Linked DNA regions of Sus scrofa: region 1 is linked to region 2. Evidence: chromatin contacts called from public Hi-C data. All regions are on one chromosome and are shown on one strand. Each heading gives the region's core, a stretch centred on a gene start, on an enhancer-like site or on the middle of the called end of the contact. The rest is flanking DNA. Distances are from core to core; before and after follow the strand shown.

Evidence for each region. A called contact is a pair of places that touch in the nucleus more often than the background predicts.
Region 1: a Hi-C map of skeletal muscle shows a contact between it and region 2, with 4 times the contacts expected there. The contact joins the promoter of SGMS2 here to the promoter of HADH in region 2. A contact is called at or near these places in 1 of 47 Hi-C or Micro-C datasets (skeletal muscle) and 2 of 2 datasets of contacts at active chromatin or transcription factors (alveolar macrophages and skeletal muscle).

The regions. Positions count from the first base shown.
Region 1 is chr8:114,144,148-114,147,367 of Sscrofa11.1, reverse strand. SGMS2 (phosphatidylcholine:ceramide cholinephosphotransferase 2) reads left to right here and starts at 1,422. Exons shown (of 6, transcript XM_013978974.2): 1 at 1,422-1,605. LOC106504747 (a long non-coding RNA gene) reads right to left here and starts at 1,333. Exons shown (of 4, transcript XR_002346838.1): 1 at 1,224-1,333; 2 at 433-522.
Region 2 is chr8:114,003,601-114,006,888 of Sscrofa11.1, reverse strand. It overlaps HADH (hydroxyacyl-CoA dehydrogenase), which reads left to right and starts at 1,379. Exons shown (of 8, transcript NM_214331.1): 1 at 1,379-1,617. The coding sequence starts at 1,486.

The sequences.
Region 1 (3,220 bases), core at 173-2,672, 140 kb before region 2:
AGGCCTTCTTTTGAGCTTTCTGACTTCACCCATGTACATAGGCCCCAGAGCCCACAATATCATTTCTTTAAATCTATAGAAAATCTTATTTAAACACATCTCCATAATGTCTGAACATGTTGGTTGTAAAGTAGGGAGTACATGGAATATTCACTCAAACTTGCCTATGGCTACACATTTGAAATCTGGTCCTTCTGTGTTCATCAGCGGACTGGTGAACAGCAGACCCAAGTCTCTGATTAGATCTGTGATTGTCTATAAAAACTATTGTTTTGAATTTCCATTTACTTTGCATCCTACAAACAAATCCATTTGCTAGTGCCTTCTGGGCAAAATGCCTGGGCTTCGTAAAAAACGAACTCCTATTGAAAAGGAAAAATAAGCCCAAGGTAAGTAAATTTCAATTGTCAGTGTTCTCTTCTGGGTTCTTACCTTTCAGTAGCTTGAAATGACTGCATTTTCCAGGACAAAGATGTTGAACCTTTGGTTAATTTCAGGAGCATTTTCATTTAGGGGAAATTTCTGTGGTGACAACAGTTGTCAGTTTCAGGGTTTTTTCTGTATTTTTTTTTTCTATTACTATCCTGTTTAATTACCATAAACTGATGGTTGTTTACCTCCATGATTTCTGTACTGGGCACCTAGACACGCCTCTGGATTATTTTTGTTGATTATGTGTAATCACCCAAAAGCTAGTTCAAATCCTAAACAATTACCCTGTCCGAAAGTAGAAATTAACATAAAACATATCTCAATGTAATTCAATAAAGATTTGGGCAAATTCTCTCTGATTCATGCTAGTAAGAATCTGAGGCAGCCATCGTTTACTCTGAAAACTGCCTAGCAGGTGTATGAATAGCAACTCCAAGAAATGTAGAGCCTTGACCATTTTAAAGAAGGCAACACCCCTTCTAAAAACATAACTGCTGAGCTCATCAAAGAAACCACACAGGGCCGCCTTGTGGCTCCAAAAGCTGCGGAAAAGCGCAGTGTTGAGTTGAGCAAAGAACTATTTATTCTGGTGTTTATTTTGGTTACTGTTTTTTATCCTTAATGAGAAGCAAATCAATTAACAGGACAAATGGCATGGTTGATAGTCACCTAAGGGAAAGTATTATTAGTCTCATTAACTTGGAGCACCCTTCCAGCTCACACCTAGAATTACCACCGTGCGGACCCATGACTAACCCTGCCGGGCAGCCCTGTGAGGTTTGGAAACCCACCTCTTTGACCTAGGCCCAGGCAATACCCGGTGAGTAACCGCTGGTGCACAAGCCCACTCACACCGATGTCAGGAAGCAGGTCCCAAATAAGGCGAGGTGCGGGGGTGGGGGATCCCTTCCTGACCCCACCCTTGAAAGTTGCAGGGAGTGGCACCCAGAGAACTTTCCCAGATTGATCTCTGTCACTGCTCAAGGAAGGTCCGCTCCAGCCTTTCTGCCCGGAGCCAATCAGCCCTGCCTGCCAAGCCACTCCTTCCCTGCACCTTTAACGGTTGGGAGCCGGGAAACGTCGGCTGGGGTTTTCTTCTTAAGAAGTCGCACCGGTTTTTCGAGCTCCGCTCTGCGTCTGGAGGGCTACAGCAGCGGGAGCGGGTGCCGCCGGGTGAGTCACTGTTTGGAAATGGAGTGGGCGGGCGAGGGTGTGAGAGAATGAATGATGTCAGGAGCGCGCAGGGCGGCGGGCGGGGAGAGCGGGCAGCCGGGCCGCGGGGCCGCGGTAAACACCGAGCGCCGTGCCGCGGGCTGAGCTGGGCGGGGAGACCCCGCCCTCGGCCGCACGGAGCCGTCCGCGGCCGCCCGAGCCTGGCCGGTACTGCAGCGCCGCTGAAAGCGGCCTCGAAGGCGGCAGCCGCGGGAGGGACCCGGAGAGCAGCTTCCCTGGCGGGGCCGAGGCACGAGAGGGCGAGACCCCGAGTAAACTTTCCAGCGGCTTCGGCCGGGGGCATCTGCGGCGGCGGCGGCTGCGGGCTCCGTCCCCTGGCAGATCCCGGCGGGGGAGCGAGTGCCTTGCGCTGGGAAGGTCTGGAGCCCCAGCTGAGAGCGGGTAAGGAGCGCCCGAGAGGCTGGCGGGGGAGGATGGGCTGAAAAGCGGCGCGGCGGGCGTAGCGCGGGTGCGCGAGGGTGGACTGAGAACGCGGACGTGGCTCTAATTCGGCCCCCAAGCGCCCCGCCCCAGGGCATCCTTCCTTGATTTTGCCTGATTAAGGATGGACGGTGTAGCTTCGTCTCCTTCTCTGAGCATTAGCCTCATTCATTTGCAACCATTTCAGGTAACTAGGTCCTGGCGTTGGAAAGACACAGATTGAACCTAGATTGTCCAGAGCCACTCTGGAGGTCAGGGTTGAAGTTCAGGACGTGGAGGAGGGACTGTCTCTGAGCTTTTTTGAGAGGCACTTACTGATGATGTGTGAACCGTGATAGCCCAGCTCTGAGCTGCCACACTGAAATATTTCAGCGTTTGGCATTCTAGAGCTGCTCCCCTTAAGGGAAAGGAGCCTTGGTGTTTCAGCGCAAGTAGGTGGAAATGGATCTGTCTACCTCTCTGAGATATGGATAATGGTTAATAGCCCGTGGCTACGTCTTGAAACAATGCACATGTTATGGTCTGTAATTTTTTTATATCAGTCTGCCATTCTTCTATTTCATCTTGCCTGCTTTAATATGATCTTAACATCATTTTGACATGTATGTTACGTTTTTGAAGAGATTCAACTGTTTAGTGTCTCTAGGTGGGCGTGGATTTTGAACTTAACTTTTGAAATCCTTGGTTTCACTCCTAGTCTCATCTATAAACTGTGGGTTCTCAGTCAGTGACATTAAACCTCTGAACCAATAAAATGGGACTATAACTACTTCAGAGCACAGTAATGAGGATTAAAGGTCAGAGGACCTCTCATAATGTCAGGCACAAAGCAGACCTGAACAAATTTTAACAGTTTGTATATGAATAAACAGTGTGTTCAGCCGGCTTGGGTAATCACCAGTTAATTTTCACAAAATTTCCTACTTATAAACCTGGTGGGCTGAGGTTTAGCATGTGGAATCCTTTGGCAAGTTCCTCAGAGTCTGAAGTGATGTCTTCAGGAAGTTAAAGGCTTCTGTGTGAACACCTGAAAAGATTTTTGGTTTCCACTCCATATCAGGGGAACTGCCATTCACTGTTTAGACAGAGTTAGAGTAGTGGCAGAAATTGACAAAAGGGATTTGGAGGAAGATTG
Region 2 (3,288 bases), core at 130-2,629:
CCTCCACACCAGTGCTTCTCCCATATTTTTACAATATTAGAAATAAAAATGAAGGAGTTCCTGCTGTGGCACAGTGGGTTAATAATCTGATTGCAGTGGCTTGGGTTGCTGCAGAGGTGCACCTCTGATCCTCTCTGTGTACTGGGTTAAAGGATCCGGCTTCACCACAGCTGGAGCTGCAGCAGGGATTCCATCACTAGCCAGGGAACTTCCATATGCCCCAGGTACCACCATAAAAGAAAGAAAGGGAAAAAAAAGAGATCAAAGCAAAGGAATGGTGAACATAGTATTTACTATGAAAGTTACTTCCAACAGGAGGATGCTGACTTTGGATGGTGAGTCTGTGGGTCCTTATTACATATTCAAAAATAATATAAAAATAATACAAATTCTGTGTTACTAGGTGTTCCCACTGTGGCTCAGCAGGTTAAGAATCTGAATAGTATCCACAAGGATGTGGTTTGATCCCTGGCCTCCCTCAGTGAATTAGGGATCTGGCATTGCACAAGCTGCGAAGTAGGTCGCAGATGCAGCTCAGATCCTCTTGCTGTGCCTGAGGTGCAGGCCAGGACCTGCAGCTCTGATTTGACCGGCAGCCCAAGAACTTCCATATTCCGCAGGTGCGGCCCTAAAACAATAAATAAATTAATTAAAAAATTCTTCATTATTAAAGTACAGTAACTAGGAATTATTCACAGGAGGGGGACTACTGGCCTAATTACTATCAAGTCTTCCAGTACTTTGAAAGACTTTCCTTTCCATTTTTATCTCCACAGAGGTTTCTCTTTGATCTTACCATTCACACATTCAGGACTTGTAAAGTGGAAATGGGCAATATCAACTCTCTTTCTCTGACCCCGATCTCTGCATTGGAATTCATGGGTTACTAGACATTTGCTTTGCGTCCGAGCAGTTCGTTTCCTTCCGTTTTATCAGGAACAATGTACACAAGGCCGAAATAATTCCTAGATTTGGTTATTTGATGACGTGAACTGAAGGTGCTCATTTGGGAGTCTCTTATCATCAAAACCGAAATAACACGTATTTATTCAGGGTCGAGTTATGCACTAGCATCCTAAGCGAGGATTTAACAAAACAACACCGCATCCTCCCCCTTATAAGGCCGCCCTCCGCTTTGGGCCTGCGCGGGGATGGGCGCGCTAACTGCCCCTCCTCTTCCCTCTGACTGCGGAGGGACAGCCCGGCCAGCGAGCTCAGCAGCGCAACGCTGTGGCCGTGCCCGCCCACTTGGGCGGAGACGCCGCGCTCCGACGTTCGAACGCGGCCCCTGGGGTCTCCACCAATGAGAAAAGCGAATCGCGAGGCTCCGCCCTGTCGTCGGAGACGCACAGCCACGCCCAGGGCGCGCGGACCTTGGGTTTCCTGGGTGTCCAAGCCCAGGGGTCGTCTTGCTACTCTTGCCTCAGCCGCCTGCGGTTACCTTCTCCGCCCGGTCTTGTTGCTGTCGCCGCCTTCGTCTGCACCATGGCTTTCGCAACCAGGCAGCTCGTGCGCTCCTTGTCCTCCTCGTCCACCGCCGCGGCCTCGGCGAAGAAAATCCTCGTCAAGCACGTGACGGTCATCGGCGGCGGGCTGATGGGCGCAGGCATTGCCCAGGTGGGCCGCCCGGCGGGCAGCGCTCTCCGCTCGCCTTGCTGCCTACGCTAACCTGAGAGCTCTGGCGGGCCGCGACCCGGCGGGGTGTAGCTCCGAGAGACCTGGAGAATTTCCCCTCCTCCCCTGTCCCCCTGCCCGTGTAGTTGAAATGCCTAGACCCGTGAGTCTGCACTCCCTCAAAGATCTGGTGTCTTTTGGCCGAGCCTCCGTTTCCGAGGGTGTGCGTCCCGAGACCTGGACTGCGATCGGGTTTAATTTTTATCGGTGGTTTTTTTTTTTTTTTTTAAATAATTCTGCAGTTATTGTCAGAGTAGTTTTCTGCTCTTCGAAATGGTCTTCTTCCGAGTGTTTCCTATGCTTGCTGGATTACAAAGGTTAATAGTAGTCAGCACTTTTGTAGCATTTTGTAAAAGTTATCTTATCGGAGCTTGTGAGGCCCTGGGACGCCACCAGCTGCTGCTGCGCGGGGCCTCTTTGACCTAATGCCCTCTGGTGCTGGGGAGAGTGGGAGCGGGAGGTAGAGGGGCCAAGGGCTCTGAAGGGGTAGCTCATTAATCTCGCTGTGGATCTTCAGGACTCTGCCCTGTTCCACCTGAGCTGTGATTCAGGGACAGTTGTGCAGTTATTATCTAGATACTGTGGTACTTGTACTTTATTGATTTTTAGCGGTTACATTCCAGGTTGTATTGGGGAACCGTGATTTTCATAGCCTAGCTGATTATCTTCTTAGCATTTCAGCCCTTGCTACTAGTATTGTTGGACAGGGGAGGCATTGATCTAGTTTTTTTGGGGGGGAAGTACCTTCAGTGGCTTCAATTTTGAAAAAGATTAATTTTTCTTAGTTCTATTTCCAACCAAGTCCTTGCTTCTGTGCTTGCTTTTTAGAAAAATCTTTTATTGTCATTATGTATCTTAATTTTTCCCACCCTGCAGGTTGTTATTTTTTTTTAAACAACTATTAATTTGGTTGCTTTTTCTCCTAAAATCTGTTTTTCATTAATGTTTTATCCTTCTGACAGGCTCCCATTTCTTTTCAGATCATGTTTTGGGACTCTTTTTATTGTGTACATGTTCTGAATGCTGGGTTATGGTGTCCTCATAATCTTTATTATTTGTGAAAGGGAGGAGTAAGTCTCTTTAACTGAAAGTTCCATGCATTATATTACATGATAATCAAAAGAGCACATTTTGTATCTCGCTACTCCACCCAAATCTCTCTGTGCTGTGAGAGTGAGATTTGTTGTGGCAGGTAAAGAAAATGACATATTTGTTTAGAAACATCTAAACAACATTTCAGAAGATATTAGGGCCTTAAGCCCCCAATAACAATATAGGAGATGGGTCCAAAATCTATTGTTGATGGTACCTTGAAGTGGAAGAGGATTAGAAATTAAGTAGAAAGCTTCACTTCAGCTTTTGTACAAGTTTAGGTTGCTCAGTTCCTGGAATATTGTATCTATTATTGGCTAAAGAAGAGTGTTGTGCTACACAAAAAGGCAGACATAGGCACACCAAAAATTCTAGGTATGGTATTGGAGCTTTGATTTGAGAAAGGAGGCAGGAGTTGCACAGTGAGACCAATTCAGACTTGTGAATCAAATCATTGAGTAGTTGAATGGGGAGGGCCTTTTGAAACCTAAGGGGTAAAAAAGAGAGCTTTTACCCCACAGG